6 separate regions of the Sus scrofa genome follow, and regions 1, 2, 3, 4 and 5 are each linked to region 6. The links are chromatin contacts, called in public HiChIP or PLAC-seq maps. All regions are on one chromosome and are shown on one strand. The core of a region is the stretch at or near the end of the contact, and the rest is flanking DNA. Distances in the headings are between cores, read along the strand shown. Region 1 has its middle 96 kb from the start of LY86. Region 2 overlaps RREB1 (ras-responsive element-binding protein 1). Region 3 overlaps RREB1 (ras-responsive element-binding protein 1). Region 4 overlaps RREB1 (ras-responsive element-binding protein 1). Region 5 has its middle 120 kb from the start of LY86. Region 6 has its middle 150 kb from the start of RREB1.

The links. HiChIP or PLAC-seq counts read pairs in DNA pulled down with a chosen protein or histone mark.
Region 1: a contact with region 6 is called in an H3K27ac HiChIP or PLAC-seq map of alveolar macrophages. The contact joins two enhancer-like sites. A contact is called at or near these places in 2 of 2 datasets of contacts at active chromatin or transcription factors (alveolar macrophages and skeletal muscle).
Region 2: a contact with region 6 is called in an H3K27ac HiChIP or PLAC-seq map of skeletal muscle. The contact joins two enhancer-like sites. A contact is called at or near these places in 2 of 2 datasets of contacts at active chromatin or transcription factors (alveolar macrophages and skeletal muscle).
Region 3: a contact with region 6 is called in an H3K27ac HiChIP or PLAC-seq map of skeletal muscle. The contact joins two enhancer-like sites. A contact is called at or near these places in 1 of 47 Hi-C or Micro-C datasets (embryonic fibroblasts) and 1 of 2 datasets of contacts at active chromatin or transcription factors (skeletal muscle).
Region 4: an H3K27ac HiChIP or PLAC-seq map of alveolar macrophages shows a contact between it and region 6. The contact joins two enhancer-like sites. A contact is called at or near these places in 2 of 2 datasets of contacts at active chromatin or transcription factors (alveolar macrophages and skeletal muscle).
Region 5: a contact with region 6 is called in an H3K27ac HiChIP or PLAC-seq map of alveolar macrophages. The contact joins two enhancer-like sites. A contact is called at or near these places in 2 of 2 datasets of contacts at active chromatin or transcription factors (alveolar macrophages and skeletal muscle).

What each region holds. Positions count from the first base shown.
Region 1 is chr7:4,201,393-4,205,943 of Sscrofa11.1, forward strand. No RefSeq gene overlaps it. Among named protein-coding and RNA genes, the nearest start is that of LY86, 96 kb to the left of the region's middle. Within about 2 kb of position 2,994, at least 34 of the 83 cell types and tissues checked have an H3K27ac peak or open chromatin away from gene starts, as enhancers often do. A contact at or near this core is called in alveolar macrophages and skeletal muscle, where this site is marked.
Region 2 is chr7:4,566,674-4,571,561 of Sscrofa11.1, forward strand. The region is part of intron 1 of RREB1 (ras-responsive element-binding protein 1); the gene reads left to right. Among named protein-coding and RNA genes, the nearest start is that of RREB1, 57 kb to the left of the region's middle. Within about 2 kb of position 2,593, at least 32 of the 83 cell types and tissues checked have an H3K27ac peak or open chromatin away from gene starts, as enhancers often do. A contact at or near this core is called in skeletal muscle, where this site is marked.
Region 3 is chr7:4,611,853-4,616,520 of Sscrofa11.1, forward strand. The region is part of intron 8 of RREB1 (ras-responsive element-binding protein 1); the gene reads left to right. Among named protein-coding and RNA genes, the nearest start is that of SSR1, 72 kb to the right of the region's middle. Within about 2 kb of position 1,494, at least 31 of the 83 cell types and tissues checked have an H3K27ac peak or open chromatin away from gene starts, as enhancers often do. A contact at or near this core is called in skeletal muscle, where this site is marked.
Region 4 is chr7:4,546,778-4,550,977 of Sscrofa11.1, forward strand. The region is part of intron 1 of RREB1 (ras-responsive element-binding protein 1); the gene reads left to right. Among named protein-coding and RNA genes, the nearest start is that of RREB1, 37 kb to the left of the region's middle. Within about 2 kb of position 2,079, at least 37 of the 83 cell types and tissues checked have an H3K27ac peak or open chromatin away from gene starts, as enhancers often do. A contact at or near this core is called in alveolar macrophages and skeletal muscle, where this site is marked.
Region 5 is chr7:4,224,474-4,229,212 of Sscrofa11.1, forward strand. No RefSeq gene overlaps it. Among named protein-coding and RNA genes, the nearest start is that of LY86, 120 kb to the left of the region's middle. Within about 2 kb of position 2,553, at least 66 of the 83 cell types and tissues checked have an H3K27ac peak or open chromatin away from gene starts, as enhancers often do. A contact at or near this core is called in alveolar macrophages and skeletal muscle, where this site is marked.
Region 6 is chr7:4,355,097-4,359,744 of Sscrofa11.1, forward strand. No RefSeq gene overlaps it. Among named protein-coding and RNA genes, the nearest start is that of RREB1, 150 kb to the right of the region's middle. Within about 2 kb of position 2,910, at least 30 of the 83 cell types and tissues checked have an H3K27ac peak or open chromatin away from gene starts, as enhancers often do. A contact at or near this core is called in alveolar macrophages and skeletal muscle, where this site is marked.

The DNA of each region.
Region 1 (4,551 bases), core at 1,744-4,243, 150 kb before region 6:
ATGGGAACTCCCACTGGGTTGATTTAACCCTGGGCGTGCCTGGGCTAGGCTGCCTCAGGTCATAGATGACTCACAAGGTCACATCTGCCTAAAGAGGGCGCTGTGTTTACACGCCACATCTCTAAGCAGGGCAGGTGTCTTGGCTGGGATCAAACAGGGTGGCATGCCACCCGAAATGTGACCGCAGGGCCTGGCTGCCAGCTTGGTCCCTTTGGTCTTCCAAGTCCCAAAGTCTTAGGTGGCCCCTAGTTTTATGTATCCACCTCTGCCAACGGCAGGGGACAGGGACACGCCGCCAGGTAGATACAGGAAGTAAAGCAGGATGGCAGTGGCTCCTTGCAGATGCAACGCCTCTCACACACATTAGGATACTTCAACTGCAAGTAACAAAACGCAGCTCACGCCGGCTATAAGAACAAGACATTGTTATCTCAGGTGATAAGAAGGCCAGCAAGCTCCCAGGGGATTAAAGCCCGAGGTTCAATGATGTCAGGAAGCCAAGCTCCTTCGGCTCTCGGCTCTCCCATCCTCGGGGTACCAGTGGTGGCCTCTAGCGTCTTGCCTCGTGGTTTCCAGGGCTTAGTGGTCTGGGTGCACTTAGTGGTCTGGGTGCAGGGCGACTTCACGGGCCATCAGTCTGGGTAGTTTCCCAGGGCCCTGTGCTCACGAGGGCCCCGCGCCTGGTTCAATGCTTCGTGGTCGCCCTCTTGAAGTTCCTCATAATTTTATCCTTGAACTTGTGTTTTGTGAGCGAAGTCCTGCAGGGCCATGCGGCATGCACATGGGCAGAGATTATGCAACATGCATGCCCACCCTGGCAGCTGCCCTGTTCATTCATCCCTGATGCATAAGCACAGAGCCCCAGGGGACCAGCCTCCCCAGAGTCTAGTCAGGCTCACGCCTGCTACACCTCCCCTGAGTGTTTGGGGACAGGGACACCCTTGAGAGGCCCCCTCAACAGGGGAAGAAGACAGCAGGGCTCCAAGAAAACACCAAAGTCCAAGAAACCCCATCCTTTTCTTTCTAACTCACATCTCTTCCCTGTACGAGCCAAGCACTTACTTGGGAAGGGAGGGCATAGAAGGAAAAACAGAAGTGGCTGGCTAATATACCGTGTGGACTGTTCCAGAACAAAACCAGTACGCCGCCAGCCTACGACTCCGAAAACCTCCATTACGCGCCTTGTTCACACGCCTCACTTTTCTTCCTTTTCTTCTCTCCACAAAGCAGCAGGGCAACCACTTCAGTTGTGCACAGTCGCTGTCCTGCAGTGAGGCTTTTCTGGACGCCGGCCCCTGCTAGGCGGTCACAAGAAAGAGCCCTTGGTCTGGTGGCTGCTCCCCTAAAGCAGCAACTCTCCCATTTCTTCAAGACCATTTTGAGAAGAAAACAGGGAACACCCACCCCAGGGCTGGAGGGAAGAATGACTTTTCACTGCACACTGCCCTTAACACCTAAATGTCTTAGTCTGGGTATGGAGGACTCCTCAAAATGCCTCATACGTATATTTTTAAAATCACCCATTCTTACTTGTTTCCGAAAACAAAACAAACAGAGCCCTCAAATCAGGAATTCCCATTGCGGCTCTGAGGTTACGAACCTGACTAGTATCCTTGAGGAGGCTGGTTGGATCCCTGACCTCATTCGGTGGGTGAAGGATCCAGCAGTGCCCTGAGCTGTGGTGTAGGTCCCAGATGTGGCTCGATCCTACCTTGCTGCGGCTGTGGTGTAGACCAGCAGCTACAGCTCCGATTTTACCCTTAGCCTGGGAACCTCCATATGCTGCAGATTTGGCCCTAAAAAGAGGGGTAAACAAAAGACAAAAACCCTTCAAACCTTGTTCATGAATATTAAAGAAAAAAAAATCCAGCTTCTGTAGCTACATGACGAAGAAACACGGTGAGCTATGATTCATCCCAGAAAACACTATAAATCTTCTCACAGAGTGGCATCGAAATGCCGGGGTCTGTCACCACTTATGTCACGAGAACTGGCAAGCAGAGGTCCCCAGACCCCAGAGTGGAAGCAGGGCCCCCGCCCTGGCCAGCCCTCCGCCTCCCTCCTCAGCAGCTGCTTCTCAAGCACGTGCGAGGGGAGGCAGCTGGGCACGCGGGGGGCACGGCGGCGTGGAAGGGCATAACCCCATGGCTGCTTCTTCCTTCGTCCCGCTGAGCTTTAGCAATGGTCCACACTGGCTCAGGCACAGCCCGTGAGAGAAGAAAAACTGTTAGCGGCAGAAGAAAACTGGAGATCCGTGAGGTAGAAAAAGTGTGTGTGAGGCTGGATCGGGTGGCACAAAGATGGTCAAAGGGGAGAGAGGAACGGGACAGGCCAGCTGCAAGACCCAGGACAGTAAGAGAGGCCCTCCGGAGGCCTGCGCCCAGAGAGGCAGAATGGTCAAGGGATGCTTTTTTCCAGAATTTTCCATATTGGTCCCAGTAATACCCAGTTCGTCCCGCCCGCTCTATCCTTCATCCCCTGTTACCCACCCAGCAGAGGCTTACACACTGGTAATTGCTGGATCCCTGTGAAAATCCTGTAAACTGGTCACGTGTGCATCAGTCTGAACCTTTATCGGGAACCTAACTATGTCTTCAACTTGTACCACCTCCTGGGGGCACAGGTTCTTCCATTCCCCCCCCCCCCCCCCCGTGCCCACAGCAGGCAGGCGCTGTGGGGCCATCCGAACTCTTCTGGGTTGTGATAACTGTGGTGAGAGTGTTGAAAGACACAGGACCAGGCCCTTTGCGGTCCCAGCTCACCCAGATGGGGGGGGGCAGCCAGGGAGTGGGGGAAGGGCCGCCCCGACAACCAATGGGGTCGGGCTCCGGGTCTGGGGCTCCAGCCTGATTAGCATAGCCCCTCCCTCACGCATGCTCTTTGCTGATCTGAATTTAGTTCTAAGTTTGGAACTCTGTTGGGAAATGAGCGAAGGGCCAAGAAGAGGGATCTGGGGCTTGAGGGCAGCAGGGACGTCGCAGAGGAAACGCCTGGCCAGCCCCGCCCACACAGCCTCCTGGGGAAACGCACCAGAGCGTGTGTGTCCCGGGGCTGTGCACACCCGGGCAGCGGTGGGCGGCAGGGAGCGAAAGGGCGCCAAAGCAGAGGCCTGGAAACGACTTGAAAGGAGAGACAGGCCAGACCTGGCGGCCGAGTGTGTTTTCTTTCCGGGAGATGCTGCGAGGCGTGCAGAAGTGCACAGCCACCGAGCGTGCAAGAGCCAGGACTGGACCAGCGCCATTCCAAGGCCACCAGGGGCTGTGGCATCGCAGTTATCCCCCCCACAGATCGTCTTTTACAGCTGGCTTGGCCTCCAACCCAGACCAGACAGGGGGCGGGTTGTTGCGGGTCCAGTTTTACACCATTAAAGCAAACCGGTTCCTCCTAAGGGGTTCTGAGCTTCCAACTGTTTGAGCCACAATAGAAAGAGCCCAGATCAACAAAAGCAGGTAGAGCATCACGTTTTTCTTGGGCCAGCATCCCCACCTCTTCCCCCTGAAAATGACTCTCCCAGGCCCTCACCCTCCACCAAAGCATTGTGCTGTCTCTCCAAATAAAAATAGAGCCAGCAGGGCGAGGAGATGGGGCAGGAAGGCTGAGCGGTGACCTTCCGCGTTGTTAACTTCCTCACTGCCTCTTGGAGGAATCAATGGCCATCCTGCGCCCGCAGAGGAAGCCCTGGGCCTCATGCAGGACCGGGGACAACGACATGCTGAGATCAGCTTAATGAAAGCACCCGTGACACCCACCCCTGTCTGAAAACGCTGTCATGAAGATGCAGCTAATGTGGATGTGCTGGGTCAGCAAGCAACGCCAGGACCTGGGTGCGGAGGGAAGGAAGGGCTTCTCCTGTTCATTGCGGCGTGTGCTCTGGGGAGTTTGCACGGGTCCTGGCATCTGTCTGTAGCAGCGCAGTGCTGCATAACTGCACGCCACCAGGTCCAGCTGCAGGAGGCCGGCCTGGGGAGGTGGTTTGCAAACAGCTGCACAGCAGCAGGGAAGCATCCTCTGTCTGCCACTTCCTGCCCTGCCTGGTTGCCCCCAGCCGCCACCTGTGACACACAGGGCTTGCGTGCATCTCGGGAGAGATGAAGCAGAGCACATGGGAGTGACCGGGGCGGGGTGGGGGGAACCCACTCTGCTGAAAACAGATCCCTGGATTCTGGGCTTTGTCTTCTTTCAGAAAGACATTTTGCATATGGTTGAAAGTAAATAAAATAATGAGGTGAGAAAGAAGAAAGGAAAACCATTTTCAAAAGACAGCCATTAATTCCCTGGGGCGAGCAGCCCTCGGAGTCTAGAAAAGGCTGAGCCAGCGTCCCTCTTTGGGGACAAGCCCACCGCCGGAGCAGAGTGGGCAGCTGCGTGGAATCCGGAGCTGGTGCACCAGCCGAACCTGGGAAGCCAGCGGCGCCCTGTGACCAGGAGGTGGTCCCCACAGCGGGCGGTCACTAAAAAGGTCAAGCCATCTCCCAGGAATGGGCTCTTTCTCTTTTCAGAGACAAGCCTCCAGTTCTCAGCTTAAGGCATCATGTTTTCCACGTCCCAAGA
Region 2 (4,888 bases), core at 1,343-3,842, 210 kb after region 6:
CTAACCCTCTCATTGCTCAGCGCCCTTTTCCGAACACCTCTTCCGGGGTGCTCCTTGCGGCACGGGGCGTACACGCATCAGACAACCTGGGCTAGGGTCCTGGCTGAGCGCCTGAGGAGCCGCGTCACAGCCAGCAGATCCCCAGTCGTTGCCCTCTCTGATGCGAGGAGGGCTTACATACAAGTCAAGTGCCTAACGCCTCTCCTGGTCCAGAGTTTATGCCCCAGATGGCTGACCCCCTGCCCAGTTATGAGAGAAAGGACACTCCGAAAGACCTGCGTTAGACAAACCCTAGACGGCTGACACTTGGACTGAAATCCTGCTTTCTGGTAGCAGTAGCCTCCTTTGCTGGTTCTAAATTCCTCAGCCAAGGTATGGTGTGGGGGCCGCTCCCACCCTTCCTGATAAGCCCCAGAGCAGATCTGAGGGTGGGGTGGGGAGGGGTGGGGGCTTCCACACCTTATCCCCTGCAGGGAAGACCCTGCCCTACCCTGGGGGTAGGTGAGGGTGCCCTGGGTCTGTGCACAGCCCCGGGGCCACCCCTTGCCGGCCCACTCCCTTTCTCACCAGCTTCCTTGCAGGGGAGAGAACCCTACTGGTTTCTGCCAAGTTGGGCAAGAAGGTGATGAAATACCAGGTCCTGGTGGCCAGGAAAAAAGACTGGCTCACCTGGGGAGAGGGACAGGGCCGCGCTCGAGGGCTGCCAGGGAACAAATGGCTGCCATGTGGCAGCTGCCAAGTGGCTCCAAGTCTGGCAGCAGTGAGATGAGATTCCTTCAGTGCTGGGGGGGCGGGGTGGGGAGCTGCCGCGTGGAGGCCGCTCGTCACTGCAAAGTGTGTACCTGGGACTTGGTCCCATTTCCTCCCTCCAGAGAAGCCGGGAGCCCCGCAGAGGGATGCAGGAATGGTACCCCAGGGTGGCTTCATCCAGCCTGTGCCAGACGACCGCCCCACCTCTCCACACTTCCTCTTTGAAAGAGCAGCTGTCCTCTGACTCACGTAGCTCGGTTTGGTGGACAAGGACCCCTGCCTCCCGCAGAAGTTGTGTGTAATGGAGCAGTGCCACCCCCCACCCCCCGGTCTTTATTTGGAGAGGAGAGACGGCCCTTTGGCCCGGAGCTGCCCTTCCCGCCACACTTTACTCCATGTGGACGTGTGCCTTCACCTGAAGGCCATGCACACTCTTTCTGAAGGGTGGCATCGGTGGCCTGTGTTACTCCTGGTGTCCCGGGGGGGGGGGGGGGGCCGGGCTGGGGCCCTGAACCTGGGCAGAAGGGGCAGCCGCTCAAGGCCAGTCCGTTTTCCTTCCTCCACCATGGGTCTCATTAAGAGAGAAACACAGGAACCGGTGAGGCCTTGGGATGCCCTGGGGTTGCCTTCTGGCACAGTGGACAGTTACTGCCAGGAGGGAGACCCAGAGGGTGTCCAGGGCCGCCGGGAATCCTGGCCAAGGGGCTCACCTTTGGGGACCATCCCACAGCACCCTGGAGCGGACAAGCTTGGTGAACGGCGTGGCTCTGGGTGTGGGGGGGTCTTTGAGGGTCCAGAGCTGCGGGGGGGCCCAGGCTGAGCGGCTCTGCCTGTGCACTGTGGCCCCGGCCCCGTCCTCGCGTCCCACGCATCCTGGTTCCTGGGGGAGCTAGACTAGGCCCCGTGTGGATGGCGCCCTCTCCCGCCACCCCCGCCCTTACTTACTTGACTCTTTTATTATTTCTTTGCAGTAGGTAAAGCTAAAGTTAGACCTGGGATCTGAGGCTCTGCTCCAGAGACTGACTTTTGCTCCGGGGGGCGGGGTGGTGATAAGGAGTGATTTCATTCAGATCCTCATAGCAGGAAGGTTTCTCAGGCCTCCCTTGCTTTGGCGTCACCCTTCTTCCAGAATTCCGCGCACAGCGCCTGTTCCCTTTGGTGAGAGCCAACGCACAGACTGCAGGGCTCGACCCAGAGGGGTTTCTTTCGCATTAGTTCTGGGTGGCGCCTGGAAACCTTCATTTCTTCCTGCAGGTGTAGTTGACCTGTGTCAGTTTAAGGTGTTGGTTGAATGACTGGCTTATTGGGAGTCGGCATTTCTAACCAGGGTCCAAGATGCTGCTGGGTGGGGACTCGGGGTGGCTGTGTTGGAGGGAGGGTCAGCGGTAGCTAGCGTCTCAGTGACCAGACGGGACTGTCGATCTCCTTGGGGAGGTGACCTGCGTGGTTCTTCCGCGCACTCCCCACCGGCTGTGCCCCCCCTCCTGCCCCAGCACTTACACACGCCCGTCCCTTTGGAATTCCAGGGCCCAGGCGTGTGGGCTCCAGGGTTGTATTTGGTGGGCAGCCTGGTGTACTCGGGTCGCTTCTGAGCTGGAGGTTGCGCTGGTGGGTCACTTGGACCTGGCCCCTTGGACAGGACTGGGCAGGGTTTCAGGATTCGGGGTTTCAAGCGCCTGGTGCCTTCTTCCCGTCACTGCTGAGCGAAGACCAGGGTGTGCAGTGGCATTCCTGTCCCTTTGCGCAGCGGGGTTGGGCGTGGCCACCGGCTCCGGGCAGCAAACTTGTTAGTTGGCAGTGGACTCAGCCCTGCTCCTGCCCGAGAGGAAGGCAGAGGAGAAGGTGGGAGCAGGGAGTCCTTTTTCCTGCCTAGAAACAGGCGGAAACGGGAGGCCAGGCGCTGAGCAGTCTGGAGGGGCCGAGATGACTCAGAAGATGGTGAGCAGTCAGAGAACGTGACTGATGGAGAGCATCTGCCTTCTCCAGCCCTGTGCCAGGAGGCGGGAATTTTGTCCAAAAGAAACAGCGTTTAGATCAGATCCACTTTGCTCTGCCACCGTGACCTTGAGGCCTACACAAGGGGACTGGCCCTCCCAGGGCTGTGGTTACGAGGACTGAACGAGGTGCTGAGCTGAGCGCGTGCTGAGCGTTATTTAGAAAGCCGTGGCCGCTGTCACCAGTAGTCTGGGCCCTAGTCTTTCAGTCTTAGTGTTAGTTTTAGTGTCCTAGTGTCTCCGAGTCAGGGTTTGGAACAGGGAGCCTCCAGCCAGTGGGGGCATCCTGGGAAAAGTGGCCCATGAGGGTTGGGGTTCGGGGACCAGTGCAGGTGTGTGTTCTGGGGGAAGAAACTCAGTGGCGAGTGTGGGGACTTGTCGTCCTGAGAGTCAGGAAGTAAACTGAGGCCAGAGCAGGGAAGAGCTTTGAACAGCAGGTAAAGATCACCATTGAAAGGGGGCGTGTTGGGAGTTCCGTTACGGCTCACTAGGTTACAAACCCGACTATTACCCTTGAGGATGCAGGTTCGATTCCTGGCCTTGCTCAGTGGGTGAAGGATCTGGCGTTGCCGTGAGCTGTGGTGTAGGTCTATGGCTGCGCTCTGATTTAATCCCAGCCTGGGAACTTCGTAGGCTGCAGGTGCAGCCCTCCAAAGAAAAAGGTGGGGGGCATGTCGCGGGGACAGAGGTCAACAGACAACCGAAGGCGTGAGCGCATACACGGCCTTGGGACCCAGGGTGGCTGCCGCCCTCCCCGCTTTGCTGTCTTGAACCTGGGCTGTGTACCTGGGGTGCATCTCCCCCTCCACCCCTTGGTAGCCCCTCCTCACCCAAGGGGGAGCATCCGGAACTGGCTGGAGCAGCTCACGGGCTGGCCGACCACGCTGGGCCTGCTCGAATGCTCTACGTGACACTCCAAGGCTCCCTCTGACCAAAGCCCGTGCCAGCGAGGGGGAGGGGGCCGCATGAGTTGCTGCCCGACCCAAGGCATAGACTGAACCCTCAGCCAAGAAACACATCAACTTCCTGGAACTCAGAGCCGTCATCACAGCTGTCGGCCTTCAGAGCACACGCGAGGCCGTCCTGGTTTAGAGGAGACAGTTTTGCCCCGAGCTTTGTAGGCATGGCTATGGTGCCACAGCCAGTCTGGTTGGGTCTCCTCCCCGGCCCAGCCGGGACTTCCTGCCTCAGAGAGATGTGCTTGCTGCTGGTTAAGTCCCCTGGGAGCCCAGAGCGTTTTGGGGTTGGAGTGCTGTCAGCCCTTCCCGGGTTGGCCCCACACCGGCGCCCTGGCTCTTCCTGGGCTGTTCCAGGCATCAAGCACCCCGAGTGTTTGTGGACATCCCTCAGGCCCAGCACCCCGCTAGGCTGGCCCGGTGCTGTCGTTGGTGGGCTTCTGCTGACACCCGCGGCATCCAGCTGAGCCCATCTCCCGGGGCGGCAGGCAGATGTTAGATTCCACTGCAGGGCCCTCCAGGTCCACACAAGCTGGGAGGCTTTCTCGCTAGACCGTGGTTCCTTTTATCTCTCATCTCCTCTTCGCTATCTCATTGGTCCTGGGACAGAAGCCTTAATCTCCTCTTTCTGGCTTCACGTAGCATTGTCCCTTATCTCCTCCGGGGCTGGAGCTGCGCTCGGGAGGGACCTCTGCCCTCTCCAGGCCATCCTGCCTCCATGGGATCTGCACCCAGCCTGTGTGGGGAGGCAAACCCAGAACCCTTCCAGCTCCTGGGGCTTCTGCTGCGTCCATAGGGCACAGCCTCTCCTCACCGGTCTTCCCCCCCCTTCCCTTTTTTTCCTTTTTCCAGGCAGTGGGGGTGGAGGTAAGGAGCATCTTGAATTTTCTTCTCAGAACCCTCTTGTGCTTTTCCACTCGGAGTTCCGGGAATCCCTCAGGCCTGGGAGAGCCCCGGACAGCAGAGTGGTGGCTCTTGTTACTCCGCTCCGCCGAAAGACGTCCTTGACGTCGGGGTCCTCTCCGTCCGTGGTCAGAAGGTGGACGTTGCGGGGTCAGCCGTCCGGTTGGCTCTCTCCTCCCTGTGGTTCCCCACGTGGATTGAGGTGGTTGCTTGGAAGACTGGTGTTTTGTTTTGTTTTGTTTTGTTTTGTTTGCTTTTTAGGGCCTCACCTGAGGCACGTGGAAT
Region 3 (4,668 bases), core at 244-2,743, 260 kb after region 6:
GGCAGGCCCACCTGAGGCTGGGAGGGCTTTGTCGTGGGGGCTGGGCTGCGAGAGGAGGCATCTGGGTGGTCCAGTGGCTCTGTGGCTGCAGCTGGGGGTGGAATCTGGCAAAAGTTACCTAATCTTATGTGGCTTCTGGATGAAAGGAGATCAGGTAATAAATAATTTTTAAATTGTTTCAGTTAAATTATTTCAATAATTTAAAAATTATTTCAGTTAAACTGCATCTGGCAAATGAATGAACGCTTGTTGTGCGCCAGGCGCTTGACCAGACTTAAGAGAAAAGCAGTGACGGTGGAGACAGGGCCCCTTAAGGGCCGTCAGAAAACAGTGAGTGAGCCATTCTCGCGGAGTGAAGGGGGTCAGGCTGAGGCCAGGTGGGCCGGTGGCCTGCTGTCCAAGCTTGGCTGGCAGGCCGAAAGCTGCCCTTGGCATTTTACCCCCGATGCCGTGGCGCCCCCATGTGCTTGCCCGGCTCAGGGCCTCTGCCCCATCCGACGGGATCCTGGATGTTTGTGAGACAGACACCCCTAAATCTGCAGTGGGAGTTCGTGCCAGGGGAACCTGGTGGGCTCTGCAGGGGCAGCTCCCTGTGCCGCCAGGGTGGGGGAGAGGTGCCAGAACCTTCTTCCTCTGGAGTCTCCGGTGCTCCGAGGAGTGTTCGGCTCCCTTCACTGCACCCCGCTGCCTCTGCCCCGCCCCCGCCCGTCATCTGCAGGGGACCCTAACAGAGATTCCCATGGCGCTGGTCCCGTGCTTGTTAAATGTCAACCTAAAAATAGGGAGAGGGCATGACAAAATCCTCGTCAGCATCTCAAATTTAAGAGTCCCTGGGTCTCCAAGGCTCAGCCAGGTGGAGCAGATTGGAAACGATGCTGGGGGCTGAGCGAGGGGAGGGCATGTGCCCTTCCGTAGCCGGAAGCCGGAGGCACCTTGGGCAGGGTTGCCCCCTCCCTATCCTGCCCACGGCCCCTCCGAGACTCGGCTCCTGGGCTCCCGCCAGCCCACCCGCAGAGCAGCCCCTGGACCTGCCCCGCTTCACACCACGCCGCTTCGGTGGAACAGCCCGGGCAGGGCGTCAGGACGCGGTGTGCAGCCCGGCGGATTCCTGGGCGTGGGGAGGGCAGGCCGCTGCGGGCCAGGGCCCTGTCACAGGGCCATCACTGTTGCTCCTGGCAACTGGGAGAGATTAGTGCAGCTGCTGGATGTCAGTTCTCTGGCTGGGCCTGGAGGGAGGGCAGGGGTGGGCAGGGGGAGAGGAATGTCTGAACTGGGTGGGGCCCCGACCAGAGGTTGTTTGCACTCACCCCTCCTTGCCTCTGGAGACAGAACAGGGAAAACGAAGCATGAAATCCCTTTAAAAAAGGAATGTCAGTCCCTCGGTTAAAACGCTATAATGAGTAAGAAATTCAGTCTCCTGAGGAAGTAGTCAGGGTGCCTGCCGCCTTCTTAGCTTCTGAGGACAGGGCCAGAGTGCTACAAAGACGGCAGGCCTCGAGGATGTGACACGGGCGTGGCAGGAGCTGGGCTGCCCGCAGCACTGGTCCTCTGAAGGACAGCCCAGCGGTGGAGGGAGGGCAGCCAGCTCCAGCCTTGCCTGAGCCTGGCATCTCCGTGACCCTGGGCTCCGTCCCCCCACCTGGAAGATGGGCGTGGGGACGCGTGAGGATGAAGGGCATGCCCCAGTCCTCCGACTGTGACAAACACTCCGTGAACCTTTCCCTGATGCTGTTATTTGAACGTGGGTCTTGTTTAGTGTGTTCAGCCTTGCAACACTTAAGTTAGGGGTTCGTGTCCCTCGCTGGGAACCCCTTCCAGTGAAACGGAGAAGGAACTGGGTGCTCTTCCCGTGGCAGAACTTGGGAACGGGTCGGCCCTTAGTCCCTGTTATAAGGCGGCACTCCTACTTCCGCTTTCGTAAAGATGGGGTAACTGAATGGCTGTTTAGACGTGGGTTGACTCCTGCCTCCCAGAGGCTGGGATCCCGGCTGTGCGGAAACCCAGACCTCCCGAAGCCTGGCAGCACCTGACACCTTTACACGCTGGGACGGCAGGTCCTCTCCCTTAGCTTGTGGGGAAAGCTGAGATTCTGAAGAAGTGTTTCCTGAGATTTGGAACTTGCCACAGCAGTCTTTCAGAAGTGCGTTTAGCATAATGAAACAGAGCAGTTTTCTTTAACCCTTTCTCGGTGACAGGATCGTGTGCCTGGCCCTCAGCTTGACAGGAGGATGTGAAAATCAGGCGCCCCAGGGAGCAGGGGGTCTCTTTGGATTGCTCTTCAGCGTTTTACCTTGTTCTGGAGGGTCAGGACCCCCAGATGAGCCCAGGGGCACTGTAGCAACCTGGGGGGAGCTACGCCCAGAACTGTGGACCCTCAAGGTTTAAAATATTTTTTCTCTCAGATTTTTGGTGGCCTTGTTTTCTGTCTCTGTAGGTCACCCGCTGGCGACTCCGCCTCCACCTTTCTCTTGGCCTGACTCGCAGTCTGTGTGCGCGGTCACCACCCGTCGCAGGTCCTCGGCACGGTTATTGGGGAAACCGCTCCATTTGTGGTTACCCGTTCCTTGTTTCCTGGCCGGGGCCGGTTAAGTCACTGTCAGCCCTGCTGGGAGTTGCCCCGCGGACGGCTTCTTCCTCCGCCCTCGTCCCTGCAGAGTGCCCACGCCACGCCACAATCGCCACGCCACAATCGTGTGTTTATCACACCACGTTTCTACCCCAGCCCAGAGCCATGAGCTGTCCTCTAAAAATTAGTAACAAGGCCGGACGGAGTGTCCCTTACAGGCACGTGATGCAAAAGGACGGCTCTGCGGCGTCCATCCCCACGGGGCGGGCCCTGGTTCAGGGACTTGAAGAGCCTAACTTTTGGGGTTTTTTGAGAACTGGCCATGGATCTGGGCACAAACAAGAACATCATCCATTTGCATTAAAGTCCTTGGAGACCGAAAGGACCAACCCCCAGCCAACAAACGGAGTGGTTCCTGGACCTCCCGGAGCCGGCTGGGCCCAGCCCTGGCCTCACTCAGTGGGTTGAGGATCTGGCGTTGCCCTGGCTGTGGTGTGGGCCGGCAGCTGCAGCTCTGATTGACCCCCAGCCTGGGAACCTCCATGGCCCTAAAAAGAAAAAAAAAGTATATAAGCCAGTGAAATATTACTTTTTGTTTTGTTTTGTTTTAAGAAAGAATAGTCTCTGTGAAACTGAGTTGGGCAGACTTGTGTATAATCCTGATTGGTTTGGTTTGTTTTTTTAGTGGCTGTGAAATTCAGGGGGAGCAAGACCCCTGTGAACAGTCGAGAGAAATAACCATAAGGACGTAGGATGCTGTTGTAGTTTGGTTTGCAAAAAACCTAAGTTCTTGCTCTACCGTAATGAATCTAAAAACTGGAAATCAAAGGTGTTGCCTCATGAGAGTGACCGGTCCAGTGACAGCACGGATCTTCACTTAGTGGAGTCAGACTCGGGCGTAAGTCCTTGGCCCTCCGAGAAGAGATGGGCAGCGGGTCCTTGTTACTCTCGGTCGTGAGGTTCTGTAACGTCTCCGCGAGCCGGGAACGGGTGGGCACTGAACCGCCGCTCCTGGAGGAGACGCAAGGTTGGTTCCCTGCGGACAGCCAGTCGTGTTCGCTTCCACTAGTTAGGGCCGCACCCTGTTTTATCGTGTGTTTCTGTTAAAAGACCCCAAGTAGAGCTCCCGCCGTGGCTCAGCGGTTAGCGAAGCTGACTGGGAACCATGAGGTTGTAGGTTCGATCCCGGGCCTCGCTCAGTGGGTTCAGGATCCAGCGTCGCTGTGGCTGTCGTGCAGGCCAGCACTGCAGCTCCAACTTGACCCCTAGCCTGGGAACCTTCATATGCAGCAGGCGCGGCCCTAGAAAAGATTAAAAAAAGTAAGTAAAATAAATCAAAGAGCCTTAAGTATATATACCATTGACTCATCGACATTGAACTCACTGCCGCCAGCACTGCAGCTCCCGCCTGAGCGAACCTCATCTAACACACGTCTTTTCTCCGTAAAGCACGTCACAGCCTTTTTGCTCTCAGGGACACTGGATGGCACTTAACATGCTTAGGGACCATTCTAGGCAGAATTATCCAGAAGAAGCACTAAGATGGTAGAAACAGGGCCCTAAAGAGTCAGCAGAAAGGACACTCGTTTGAATAGGAGCTGAGACCAGAGGGCAGAGCGTCTCCTTGTCCCCCCTCTGCAGGGAGCCTGTGTGTGTGTCAGGGACTCACGTTCTTCCTGCTCCACAGTTGTGTCGCATGTCCAGGAACACACTGCAGGTGCTTATTGATTGAGGTTACAAATAAATTTTAGCAAGTAGGCGAATTCACAAACCCAGAATCCAGAGATGCTGTGGATCAGCCAAAGATGTTTTAGGTGTAGTTAAATATTTAAGGTGCGTTGAATTTTCCCCGTCAGGTGTGTTCCCCACACCCCCCTCCCCCCACCTGACTTTGACGTTCGAGCCTCCCCCTGCCAGGCGGAGCCGGGCCTAACTTCAGGTGTGACAGGAGGGTCACGTGCTCACTGGACTATTAGGGCAAGATGAGCTTAGGTATTTTTCGCAACGTCCCTCCACTGGCAAAAACTAATTTTAGATACTTTGCTAATATTCTACACAAGATGTGTGTCACCTGTGCTAACCGTGAACCTGGGAAGAGGGGG
Region 4 (4,200 bases), core at 829-3,328, 190 kb after region 6:
CAGCTCAAGAAATGGCAAAAAGACAAAAAAAAAAAAAGAAGAAGAAGGTCTAATCATTTGTGAGATGACGTGCTTTCCTTTTCAAATCTGTCTCTTTGTGAAGAGGCTTGAAGGTCGAGGTAAAAAGACTGACTAAGCAGCTGCAGACCAGTTAAGGGGAAGGTCACCCCAGGTTTTGGGGTTTCCAGGAGCTGTTTCTCCACCTGGAGTCTGCTCCTAACTTTTAGAGCACGTGTTCCTTCCTTGGTCCAGCGATTCCATGCTCGCTCGTGGTCTGCACCTCTGAGCAGGGGCAGCTCTTTGGACTGTTCTCCCTTTTCCGTGGTCTCCTGACGGCCCTTCTCCTGTGATTAATATGTGTGTTGCTTGAAGTGGCAACTGAAACATCACCAGGTATTTTCACCAGGTAGAAACTGCTTTTCCTGTGTCAAAACAACCAATGTGGCTTAGTTGATGCTTCTGTTGCTAAGCAGGTAAATTCTGGTCTGCAGCTCTCTGTTAACCCCATAAATGCCTCACGTCAAGCAGAAAGCAACAAGAAGGAAAACCAACTTTCGCTGCCTTCTGGCAGAGTGCTTAGTTCCAGTGGCTGAAAACTGGGCCTCACTCACCCTCACCTCCACTTAGCTGTTGGCAGCACCCAACCTCCATTTCCCTCTTTGCCAGGGGGGAGTCGGGAGGTGCAGGGGCCTGGGAGGGTGGTAGAGCAGGCGGCCTGCGGGCCGCCAGTGAAGGTCTCCCACTGCCTGGTACCGATGATGGGTTCAAGTCCAGTCAGGCATGGCTTTAGCCCTTTTCTTTGGGATTTAAGGCCTTCACGTCGGCCTTCATCTGCAGCCGGGCTGTGGCAGAAAGAAGAAGAAAGGCTTGCTGTGTGCATCCGTTTGCCAGAAAGGAGTTAACCGAGCCAGCGCACCGCAGAACAGGTTGGGCAAGACTGTTAAAGCCAGTGGGGCAGCCTCCCCCTCTGCTCCTCTCCCCCCTTTCCTTCTCTCTCCTTCCTCCTCCGACCCCCTGCTCCTCTCCCAGGACGTTCAAACATCTTCCCATTAGCCCTGCTCCCCTCCCCCTCCCCACTTCAGTGTCTGGCTTTCCCTCTCTGGGCAAGACATTTGATGTGATGAAAATACTTTGTGGCAAAGAGGAGGCTGTGCTGAGAGGCCTCAGCCTTGCCAGCTGTTTCTGGAGAAACCCAGGTCTGTGCCCTTGGTCATGTAACATAGGCCCCATTCAAAGAGACATTCTTGAGTGTGCATTTATGCCTCTGTGGGCCTGCGGGGTGGACGGCCTGGGGGGAGGACGGCGGGGGGTGGGGGTGGCGAGGTCGGGATGGGGACGTGGAGGGCAGCGAGGGGGAGTCCCTGCCAGTGAGTGTGAGAGGATGCTTCTGGAAGCCTCCGGAGTCTTCTTGGACGTAGGGGCTATCTCGTGGCCGTAAACGCGGAGAAGCCGAGCTCTCTAAGAGCCAGGCCTGGTCTGCCATCAGTTCTGCGTGGTGTTTGTGTCTGAGCCTCCGTAAACATACCATATATAGTCAGGCTGGAGCTCGCTATAACACGCGCTGCAGGGGAGCCGCTCCTGATGCACAGATCCTGGCGCTTAGAAGCTGCCTCGGCTATTTCTGGTGTGTGGCCCGCGCTGTCTTTTTTCACTTTTGGAGGGAGGAGGGAGAGGGGCCTTTTTTCTTTCCGTCTTCACGCTGCTCGAAACATGTTTCTGATCCCAGTGTGTCTGGCCCTGCGAAAGCTCAGGAAACCATCTTGTCCCGTGAGGAGACTGGATTCTCTTGGTACATCTGTTTTAGAATCAAACCCCTGTTTTTCTTCGGCTCCTTCACCCCACACACGTTTCGCATTTCATGGTCCCCTGTCCTCAGCTGCTTGGGTTTGGAGCATCTTTTCGCACTGTGAGGGCAGCAGATACTGTGGGGGCCGGTGGAGAAGCTGCTTTCTCGCACCCCACGTCCCCACACCCTCCCGAGCCTCCCCCCAAGCCACTTCACCTTCGCTGTGCTGTGCCCGGCTAGGGCGTCAGCTTTCCGCAGAACCGGGGGCGGCCCTTTTGCACTTGGCAGGGCTGGGTCAGTTGGTCCCTCCCACCCAAATACCTAGGATCTAGCACTTCAGCTTGTTGGAGTGAGCAGCGGGAGGCACTTGTGGTTCAGATAAGAGACTTCTTCCTTTTCCGTCTCTTATTTTCCTTCCTCTCCTCCTGCCTCCACAGGCTGTTGCGTTTCTTCTCAGGCCGCATGTATCAATAACCCTGGAGAAAAGGTGGTGTGCCCCGCTGGGATGTATGTGGGTGTTAGGGAAAGAGCAGATGGGCACCTTCCTTGCCGGGTTTTCTTTCCCTGGCCTCGTCCGAGTTCTGAATTATATCTGACTGTGTGACAGCTAATTGTACCATCCTTCCCGTTTCTTAAGCTGATAAGCCCCTTTCTGTCTGCCTCCATCAAGCCTCTTTGTGTGAGAAGTTCCTAATGCAGCTGAAGAACAAAGTGACAGTTTTCTTATTTACTGAAGTCTCTAAAGCACGTTCATTATGCGCTTTATCTTTTTAAAAACCTTATGTCTTTAACTTACGTAACTGAATTGTTCCAAGTAGTACAAAGTTAAAACTTCCTACTTCCTTTAAAATATCAGAGAGTCCAGAAAAAAGAAATGGACTTTTTTTTTTTTTTTTTTTTTTCTTTTTTCAGGCTGTGTATTTCATCGCAAGCTGTTAACAGTGCTTGGTAGATAATGTTCAGAGTAAGAGCTCGGGTACTGCCGGAGTACCAGCTACCAGTTATGGAAACAGCGCTTGCTTAGCTAGTATTCGGTTGACTCAAAAGTCGTATATCACTTAGGTGGAGGTCACTTATTTGGCATTCTCAGGTCCCGAATATTTAGCATGTGAGTGACAGAGAACCAGCAGGGGGTGTGTGTGTGTGTTGGCGGGGAGGGCAGCAAAATCAAGCTTCAGAAGCCAGTCGGGTATGGGAAGTCGCTTCTACCCTTGACTCACGATGGTCCTTTCAGGCCCACACTAGAGCTCCATCATTCTCCCTGTAGGTATGGCCCTGACCACCTCGTCTCCCGTTTTCAACAAGAAATTAGGGGTCAGAATTGGTGAGGGGCGGGCGGAGGGGGGGCGCGTGTGGCTGGAGAACAGCCGTCGGAAGGAGACGCACTGAGAGCAGCAAGAGAGAATGTCAGGCATGAGCGGGAAGAGTCCCACGGCGTGGCTGTTTCCCCCCCGGGGACCCCGGGCTAAGAGAGCCGAGGAGCCTTCCGTGTTACTGCTTATGACTGCATGTGGGTCCACACGCCCGCAGTACAGATTTCAGCTAAAAAAACCCCAGCATGGCCGACTGCGGCCTTGTGGCGCGGGAGCAGGGCCGAACGGGGAGGCTGGCACGGTCGTTTGCGAAGGCACCTTGTGTAATAGTTGTTCATTGTAGTGACCCTGAGTCATCGCCCAAAAAGGTTAGATTAATCATATGTTGATTCACCAGGCTCTGCTTCAGAGATGGGGAAGTTTGAGAGATACTTTAGAATGATTTAGACGCAGGAGTTTTACATGGAAAATTAAGTTCTCCATGCTTCCCACCCGCACCCCCCCCCCCGTGATGTGCAGCTGCTTAGTGGGTTAACCTGATGTGTCAAATCAACCTTCCCGTGTGTCCAGATACCAAAATATGATTTATTTTCACCAGATTTGCAGGAAAAAAAAGTGATTCACGAACAGATTCAAACGATGTTCCAATACCATTACTGGCTTGTTCCTCTGCGTTCCTAATGTGATTGCCATGTTTTTAATCGAAATAATACACAAAAATTGGAGTTTTTAAAGTAGGGATCAGAGAGGACTCTCTGGTGGATACCAGGGAAGTCATGTATACCCTGGCAGACAGAGCCACTAAAGAAAAGGCGTTTCGGGAGTTCCCGCTGTGGGGCACGGGTCAAGAATCTGACCGCAGCAGCTTAGGTCGCTGTGGAGGCATGGGTTCGATCCCTGGCCTGGGAATTTCCATATGCCAAGGGTGCAGCCATTAAAAAAAAGTAAAATTAAAGAAAAGGAGTTTCAAGTGTGAAGGAAGCCTCAAAACGTAAATATTAAAATTTAATTGTAAGTCATCAAATGAGAAGAGTAAAAGGAAGGAGTGGTTCCTCCGCCGACCCCCCCAAGCCCCAACTATAGACTTGTTCTGAGAACCGT
Region 5 (4,739 bases), core at 1,303-3,802, 130 kb before region 6:
ACTTCTGCAACTACCTGTGTAACTATCCTACTCTAACTGTCCCTATCAGAAGGGCAGCAGGGGAGAGAGAAGCAGAGCAGCACAAGTTCCAGCCTCTCCTGGGTGATGAATCAGATCCCCCTGGACCACAAGAGCCCCTGCACTGGACCACAAGAAACCTCTCAGCTGTTCCCCGTGCATGTGTCCTGGCTTCAGCCACACAAGTGTAGCTTTTAACTCTCTGGTACAAACAGCATCTGTTTTCAGCCTTATTTGGAGGCGGGGGAAGGGAGGGTTATTTGAGGCATCTTATGTGAAGAATTCACTGAACGGAAGGTTGTTCCTATTTAATTAGAACAAATAAAAGCCAAAATTGCTATGCAAAATAGAAGTCAACCAGCCACCATAAGCATGAACAGCAGGGTTTGGTGCCACCTGCCTCCTTGCAAGTGGGCATCTCTGACTGGCATCCTGACCACCAGCTGTTTAGACACATTCCTAGAAGCATTGTTTCAAGCTATCGGAACTTGGCCGTTTAGAAGGTGCTAGAAACTAGTGCAACACTCTTAGCCACATGGCCCAAACGAAAAAGCAAATCATTCCTATTTAATGACTAATAATGAAACAATAAGGTTATGCCCACTGTAAAAATGTCAACAAGCTGGAGACATATTAAGAGAGCAGAACATTCGAGCCAGATGATGCAAAAAAGACAGAAATGGAGAACTTGGGGAGACTGCCGCTGGTCTGGGGTCAGGCTGGTAAGGAGGTTTCCTGTCACGTGGGAAGGGCCACCAGAGGCCGGCAGCTACCAGGAAGGCCTGCAGTGAAATCGTGGCGGCCTCATGAGCCCAGCTGGGAAGATGGAGAGACGCCAACTGCAGGTGGGAGGACTGTCACCCGTGTGTCTGCAGCCATGACCCAAGGCCCCCTGGCACTGGCTGGCAGCTATACAAAGGTCAGGAGGTGACCACACTCGCTAGTACAGGGCATCACTAGTACAGGGCAGCTGTGGCCTGAGCAGGAGCTTCACGCCTATCTTCTTAAGTATCTTCCATAACGAAGAGCCCAGCCCCCGCTTCTCTTCCCATCTCTAGACCCCACCCCCACCAGGTCACTAAAGCATCCCTGGAGGTGTCTCTAAGTGTTTCTTCTTTATTTTCTCTTTTTAGGGCCGCACTTGTGGCATATGGAAGTTCCCAGGCTAGGGGTCCAGCTGGAGCTGCAGCTGCCAGCCTACACCACAGCCACAGCCACAGGGGACCTGGGCCGCATCTGCAACCTACACCACAGCTCACGGCAACACCAGATCCTTAACCCACTGAGCAAAGGCCAAGGACGGAACCTGCATTCTCATGGATACCAGTTCTTTGCTCTTAACCCACTGAGCCACAATGGGAATTCTCTATAAGCATTTCTAAATGTGTCTAAACCCAAGTCTTAATCCCCTCAACAGACCTGAAGCTCCTCTAGGCTTCCGTTTCAGTGGCGTCACCACTGTCTACTCAGCCGCTCACCAGAAACTGGGAGGCATCCTTGCTTCTTCCCATCTGAGCCCAGTCTCCATTCTCCGTGTTTGTGGCTTCCACCTGGACCAAGCCACCGTCATCACTTGCCTGGACTTTGGTCAGAGCCTCCTAAGCTGTTGCTTCCTTCGTGACCCACCCCCACAGGCCCATCCCCCCATGGCAGATAGGACGGTCCTTGCAAAGCCAGAGTCCCAGGGCTTCCCCTTCCCGCAGCTCTGAGGGCACATTCCAGCTTCTGGAGGATGCCCCCTCCTGGGGCAGTGTCCACCTCTCCTTCCTCCTAGGGGCACTTGGACCAACCCTGCTTCTCTGGGTTCCGTCCTTACTGAGTTCTCTTGCTTCTACCAGTACTTTCCAAAGAGCAATCATGTTCCCTTTCAGGCTAAAATGCAAAATAGAGCCTGGCTTATCTCCCAAGAAGGCCAAACTCCAAGTCAATCCTGGAACATCTTTTGCCCACTTGAAAATTCTTGAAAAGCAACCGCTGATTCCCAGCCAGGCTCCCTGCCCCCGTGCTCCCCCGCCTCGTCCACTCTGCATCCTCTGCAGCCTCTGGTCACCGCTGCAGCTGGGCTCTGCCCCTTCAGAAGCCGACGCTCCAGCGAGGTGGGGGATTTATGGTGGAAGGTTACACAGAGCGTAAATCTGGCCTCAGGAATCAAGGGCTGTGACATTTTTACGGCCTCCTCCTCCAAGCCCCTGCGTGGATATGAAGCAACCAGAGGGAAGAACATCTGGTTTCACTTTTTTTATTCACTACCCCAGCTCCCATCTGACAAAACCCTCCGTCTTGCCAGTGTTCTGGTGGATGGTGGAATGAATGAGCCCTGGGGCAGCTCTCTGCCGCAGATCTGCTTTTCCTGGCTCATCACGGGGTAAAGAAACCGCGGGGACCAACGGGCCGCCACCGCTGCACTGAAACAAAGCGTGTACCCAAGTTGAGGCCGGGGTGGCAGGCTGCGAGCTCGCCTGACTTACGGAAGGACATCTACCAGGGCGGCGAGGGCTGGCCCGGGCCTCCCCGCTCGCAGGGGGCGTGGCCGGGACGCGCGCGATGAATGCTGGGACTTGTAGTCTCTGTGGGCAAGATGGCCGCCAGTGAGAGTCGCACACCGCCGTCGCTGGCCGGGACTTAGCAAAGTAAGGGTTCCCGTAATGACTACAGGTCCCCTGGAGGAAGGCACACCAGAGATAAGAAGCCGCTCCAATAAGTATCTCCTGTTCCGCGTGGCTAGCCCAGAGCCCCACCTCACGGCAGAGGCTTGCTTCTCAGCTGATGGCGAGGCCCTGCGGGAGCCAGTTAGAAAAATGTGCCCCTTGTCACTCATGCCGACTGACCGTAGCCAGTCAGGTAATTGACCAGCAGGGAGGATGAGAACCAGGCTTCTGGCTCTCCCTGTCCCGCTTACTAGATACCACTCCATCAGCCCGGGTAATGGGAGCCCTAATCTTTCATCACCTGCTCCCTAAGCTGTGCGCTGGCCGGAATGTTCCAGAAAAGATGGAAAGCAACAAAGTCCAAGCAGGACAGTGCACCGGGGCCCTGTGAGGACGGCCCGAGTGGCCAGATCTCCTGCTCCCCCTCCCCCCGCCCCCGTCTCCAGGACTCCAAAAGCAGATCCCCGCAGACCGAAATCCCTCCAGAGTCCTCACGGCCTGTTGAACAAGCTCGTCTGTACAGTGCGCATCTATCCTTCTCACTCACTGCTGCCCCAACTCGCACCCTAGGAGGGTTATGTGCAGATGCGAATGGTGACTTTTATGAGCTGCCCGAAGCTGTGTGCCCAGAACTGCACTGGATCCCAGAAGGCGGTGCCGTTACGTCCATTTTTCAGATGGTGAAATGGAGGCATGGAAGTTAAAGCCTCTACCACCTGCTGCCCTCAAACCTGAAATCCAGCAGGTGGTTCTGCGGAGGTAAGCATGGAGCCAAGCAGACAGTCGGCACGGGAACCGCAGCATCACCCACCTCGGGAGGGCCTCATGCTGCTGCCGCCAGCACTGGTGAGTGGCCTCTGCTCCCAGAGTTTACTCCCTTGACCCCCCCCCCCATTGACCTCCAGCAGAGACCCTGATCCCTCGGGGGCTGTGCTCTGGCCTGGCTGGTGGGGGGACTTTAAACCCCCCCCCCATGCCTGGATTCCAACATAGAGATTCTGATGTAATGAGCCTGCGAGGTGAGCCTGGACATAAGGGAGGTTGAAAAGCTCCCTGGGGGATTCTAATAATGTGACCAAAGTGGACACACTGACCTAGACTCAAACTTCATCAGAATAACACAAACCAAGCCTACAGACGCCCGTCATGGGCAGGCACCCAATGCCGTGGGCATCCCTTCTGTTTGAAAGGCAGAAGCACCCAGCAAGCATCAAAGGCAGGTGACTTAAGGGCTTCAGTCCCTCACTGACCCCGCTACTCCTCTCTGCCCCTCCCTCTCCACTGCGCCCCCCCCCCCCCGCCCCAGAAGCTTGAAAACAGTTTTTTTCACTTCCATTTACTGCTCTCGTCTATTATAGCCAACCTTCTGTTTTTCTTTTTTGGCTGCCCTGCGGCATGTGGAGTTCCCAGGCCAGTCTCCACCTAAACTGTGCCTGGCGGGGGGATCGAACCTGCCCAGCCAGTCCCGAGACGCCGCTGATCCCCTTGCGCTACGGTGGGGACTCCGACAGCCAAGCTTCTTGAAAGAGCTGTCAACACAGTTTATATCCACTTTCTCTCCTTCCAAACATTTACCCAATCCAATCCGACTTCCACTCGTGCCAAGGTCACGGCTGGCCTCCATGTCACCTACCTCAGCCATCTTTCCAGACCCTTGAGCTTGGGTGCAAGACAGAAACCCCCTCTCCCCTCCTGGCCCCCTTAGGGCCACCGTTTCTGGATTTTTCTTCCCTGTCCCGATTCCCCTCTCTTCTCAGCCTCCTTTGCCAGACTGTCCTCCTCCACGCAAACCCCGAAGAACGAGCTCACCGGGGCTCTCTCTGGGTCCTTGCCTGCGTGAGCCCATCTGCACCTAGGCTTCGTGCTAGCAACCCCCAAACTAACACCCCAGACTCGGGTGCACCCCGACCAATCTGAAACATCCATTTCGTCCCAAAGGCACTCCCCGTTTCGGACATCCTGCCTCGCATCTCTTGACTGTCGCAGCTCAGCTTGAATGCAGAGTCTCCACGGCCGGCTGAGGCCACAAACCTCTCTCTCAAATCTGTGCCCTGGTCTGTCTGCTTTAGGGCC
Region 6 (4,648 bases), core at 1,660-4,159:
TGCGTGAGGAGGAACACAGCGGGGGTGGGGACGGGTGAGGGCAAAGCCGAGGTCCCCTCCTTCACGACAGCTCTTGCCGTTTTCCAAGCACTGCTGCGTGTGCTCTCACACACGACTCCCTCTGGAGCAGAGGTCGATCGGGAAGCTCTGCGGCAGTGACGCATGGCCGGACCGGGTGCTGGAAAGAGGAGCTGGAAGAAAGAGCAGCTCGAGAAAGAAAGGGCCATTCATGGCTGACAGGTGTGTGACATCTGCAGCTCAGAGGTTTGTTAACAGCCCCTTGGCCCCAGAGCAGTCCCACCTGCCCATCAAATAAAATCTGAAGGCACAAGATTCCAGCAGCCTGGTCAGACCCACCCGCAAATCCCCGCAGACGGGGTTAGGACGCTCAGCAGGATTGATATTTGACACTCCATCCTATTTCGAACTTGAAAACGACTTCCATGTCACTGTTCCACACACTAGAGGCTCTACTAGTTTTTGAAACAGCTATATGATAAAACAGGCTGTGAACATGTTAAAAGGATAAATGCCATCACGCAAAGGCCAGGTCACCAGGCCTTCGGCCAGAAGCCAAGCACAAGGAAAGCACTTTGGTCAAAAAAGTACAATGTGTCTGAAGGCCTGTAACATATTATACAGAATATAAATTATTAATGTAATTTAACTGCAAGTGTTAGCTAAATGCTTACTAAGGAATTTTTTTTTTTTTTTTTTTTTTTTTTTTTTTGTCTTTTGTCTTTTTAGGGCTGCATCTGCGGCATATGGAGGTTTCCAGGCTAGGGGTTGAATCGGAGCTACGGCTGCCGGCCTACACCACAGCCGCAGCCACACCAGATCCGAGCCACGTCTGCGACTTCCAGCACAGCTCACAGCAACACCGGATCCTTAACCCACTGAGCGAGGCCAGGGATGGAACCCACATCCTCATGGATACCAGTCAGATTCGTTTCGGCTGTGCCATGACGGGAACTCCCGCTTACTAAAGAATTTTAAAAGCAAAACAATCTAATGGCATACACTTGAGATATGCAAGCTGAAAATTGGTAAAACAGTATAAAACAGCAGGGAATGATTTGGTCTTAACTCTGGGCAGATGAGAACTTAATTGACAATCAGTCTTCTAGGGTTTGGGGGTTGTTTTATTCTGCATTGAAAAAAAAAAAAAGAGCCCACAATTCTTGATGTGTGGACACTTTCTAGATTGTTCATTTCTACTTGTCTGAGTTCTTTGCTATTTCTATTACCAATATTTTCTCCTCAAACATAAATATACAGCCACTTCATCACAAATACCCTCCTGTAACAGAGAATTCAGTGTAGTGAACTGGATTTGCTCTAAGATTGAGCCTTATGATTATAATCAGAATCTTACTAGATCTTCTCTTATGAACGTTTTTATAATTTTTGATACACGTTGACAAATGACTTTTTATGAAAATTACACCTACTCACACTCTCACCTAAAGCATCTCACTGAATTCATGCCAGCAGGCGGTATCATCGTTTGATCTTTGCTAATTTCAAAATAGCATACATACCAATTTTATTTTATTTTATTTTAGTCTTTTTGCCTTTTCTAGGGCCACTTCCCGCGGCATATGGAGGTTCCCAGGATAGGGGCTGAATCAGAGCTGTAGCCACCAGCCTACGCCACAGCCACAGCAACGTGGGATCCAAGCCACGTCTGCGACCTACACCACAGCTCACGGCAACACCGGATCCTTAACCCACTGAGCAAGGCCAGGGATGGAACCCACAACCTCATGGTTCCTAGTCGGATTCGTTAACCACTGTGCCACAACCAGAACTCCAACATGCCAATTTCAAAGTGGCATATAATTGGAGTTCCTCCTGCAGCAAGGTGGGTTAAGGATCCGACTGCAGCAGCTCAGGCCACTGTGGAAGCAGTTTTGATCCCTGGCCTGGGAACTTCCATACACTGGGCAGCCAAAAAATTAAAAAATAGAAAAATAAAGTGGCCTACAATTATAGTGCTAACTTGCATTTCTGAGTGACGCTGAACATTTTCTAGCTGTTCTGTCCCCTCTTCTGTGATGTTTCTGTAGCTGTCCTTTGTCTAATTTCTTTGGGAGGGTGGGAAAGAATGGAGGTGATTCAGTTCTTACCAATGCATCCGAGCTCCACCAGCTCCACAGCTTCGTTCTGTGAGCATTCACTGAACACCAGCGTGTGTCAGGCGCTCGGGAAAACAGCGGAAAGACCCTTCCTCCCGTGGAGCTGGCTTCTGCGGTCTTGGCCATATCTGCTCATGTGAAGCCATCGGTACGTTGCCATCTATGTTTTGAGGGCATCATGTACCCCAGGCAAGGTGTCCGAAGCACAGGGCTTAGCCGTACTGCAGGGCCCGGCCCTGCTGCGCCTGGGCACGTCCTCACGACACAAGCGCACACTCATCTTTCTCAACAGTCCAGGCAACCTCCCTCGCACACCTCAATCCCACAGAATCTGTTCTGACCCTCACCTCCACCTTCGCACAGGGCTGCCTCACTCCCTCCGCTGCCAGAGCAAAGCACCGAGCCAGATCAGCCCTCCAAAAGCTAAGCCTCGGAATTAGAGCCGGAGAGAGTCTATGCTTTGGTGATTTGGCAGAAACAAACCAACCAACAAACCAAAAAAAAAAAAGGGAGAAACTGGTTTTATTCCAAGGCAGCGGGGGTGCAGGGCTTGACCCTAAGTGGCCTTAGGGTCCTGTCACACCCAAGCACCCGAGGACATTCCAGGTCTCCTTATTCAGGCTGGGGGTGCTCTGGGCTCCCTGGTAAGGGGGCCTCTTGTCCCAGAATCCCTGAGGTCACCTCGAACAAAACAAAGCGTGTGTGTTTTCTCTCGAACTCTGCTTCCTCCATCAGGGACAAGGTCCTGCCAGCCTCATGCTAGCTCCTTCCTGCCTCTGTGACTCCACCCAGCCTCTGCGCTCTGCATCCTGTGTAGGGAGGGGCGCTTGGGCTCCCAGCCCGCTGCCTGCGCCCCGCCCTGACGGGCAGCCCACCCGGCCCACGGCACGGCTCCCGTGGTCCCCGTGCCCCTCCCAGCCGCCTCGGTCCCCTGACCCTGGCCGTGGCGGGTCCTCCTCCAGGCTTTTCTGCTCCCATGACTCACCGCAATGGGGGGTGGGGTGGCTTTCTCTTTTAGTCCCAGTGCTGCTTTAGGCACATGGAGTGACCTTCTCCCCACACCATCTATGTCAGTCTGCGCTGGCTGCCGTGACAAAAGGCCCCAGACGGGGCGGCTTAAACGTCAGAAGTGTATCCCTCCCCGTCTGCAGGCTGGAGGTCAGAGGTCAAGGTGTCACAGGGTCGGTTTGTCCTGAGGCCTCTCCCCTCGGCTTGTGGAGGCCACCTGCCCCCTGTGTCCTCACCCCGTGTCCCTCCGTGTGTGCTGGGCCCTCATCTCCTCCTTCTAGAAGGACACTGGTCCTAGGGGACCGGGGCGATCTCCCGACCCTGTTTGAGCGTCATCATCTCTTTAAAGACTCCACCTCCGAGCAGAGGCACTTTCTGAGCCGGGGGCGGGGGCGGGCAGGGCTTCACGTGTGAATTCTGGAGGCTACACTTCAGCCCCTAACAGCATCCGGGAATATAGCACTTGTCAAGGTGTCTCTACATCACACTCCGGCCACAAGCCAGAAGCCCAGCACCCTCCCCACCGCCAATCCCCGCCTCTTTCGAAGGCCCCTCCCTCCAGACTCAGCTCTCCCTTCTCACCAGGTCCTTCAATCACTCGACTCCTTTAGACACAAGGCAGCCCTCCAACCCCTCCTGGCTACACTGCCTCCCGGACCCTCGAGAATCCACAGCCAATTACGCCCCCGCCCCCTTTTCAGGGCCAGTGGCCCCCATCCCAGCATCTGCACCCAGCCAGTGAGGATGGATCCAGGGATGCTCTTATTTACGGCCGGTGTCCATTCCAGCCCCTTTGGATGTGTCAGGGTCTGTGCCGTGCTCCCATTCTGCAAATGCCTGTCACCTCCTCCACCCCCCGTCTCTCCCCCCAGTTCTGCCTCCTCCTCAGAGGACCTGCTCCCACCCACTCAGCCAGAGAGAGAAGCCCCCCTCAGACCACAGGTGATGGGACCAACGGCAGACGTGGCCTTAAGAGCCCCTCGCGGAGTCAGACCTCCCGCAGAGCGCTGGCTACCAGGCCCTCCTAGGCACGGCGACGCCCCCCGCCTCCAGCGCTCAGGTGATGAGAGCAAGGCCCTGCAAAGCCCCAGGCTGTGAGGAGAGGAACCGAGCGGACGCGCCCCAGAGATGAGGGTGGAGGCCAGAGCTGAGGCCGCACGGATGACTCCACAGCCCCCGGGACAGCCTCTCTTCCGCCGAGAGGCTGCCCGCCACCCCCGGAACCCCCTTCCTGCAAGCTGACCAGCATCCTGTTCCTGCCACCCCGCCACCCTTGACCGAGACACCTTTCAGCACAGCTGCTGGCCCGTCCCCCCCCCCCCCCCCGCCCGCTTTCCCCTTCTTCTCGTCTCCCGGACTCCGGGCCCGTTACTTTGGACACGGCCACACTGCACACAGAGGCTGATTTTTCACTCCAACAAATGCTGCCTGGCCGCGTCCCAAAGAGAACAAGCGGCCACCCCGTGACTTAATCACACGACAGGTGAGCCGGGCCGTGCCAG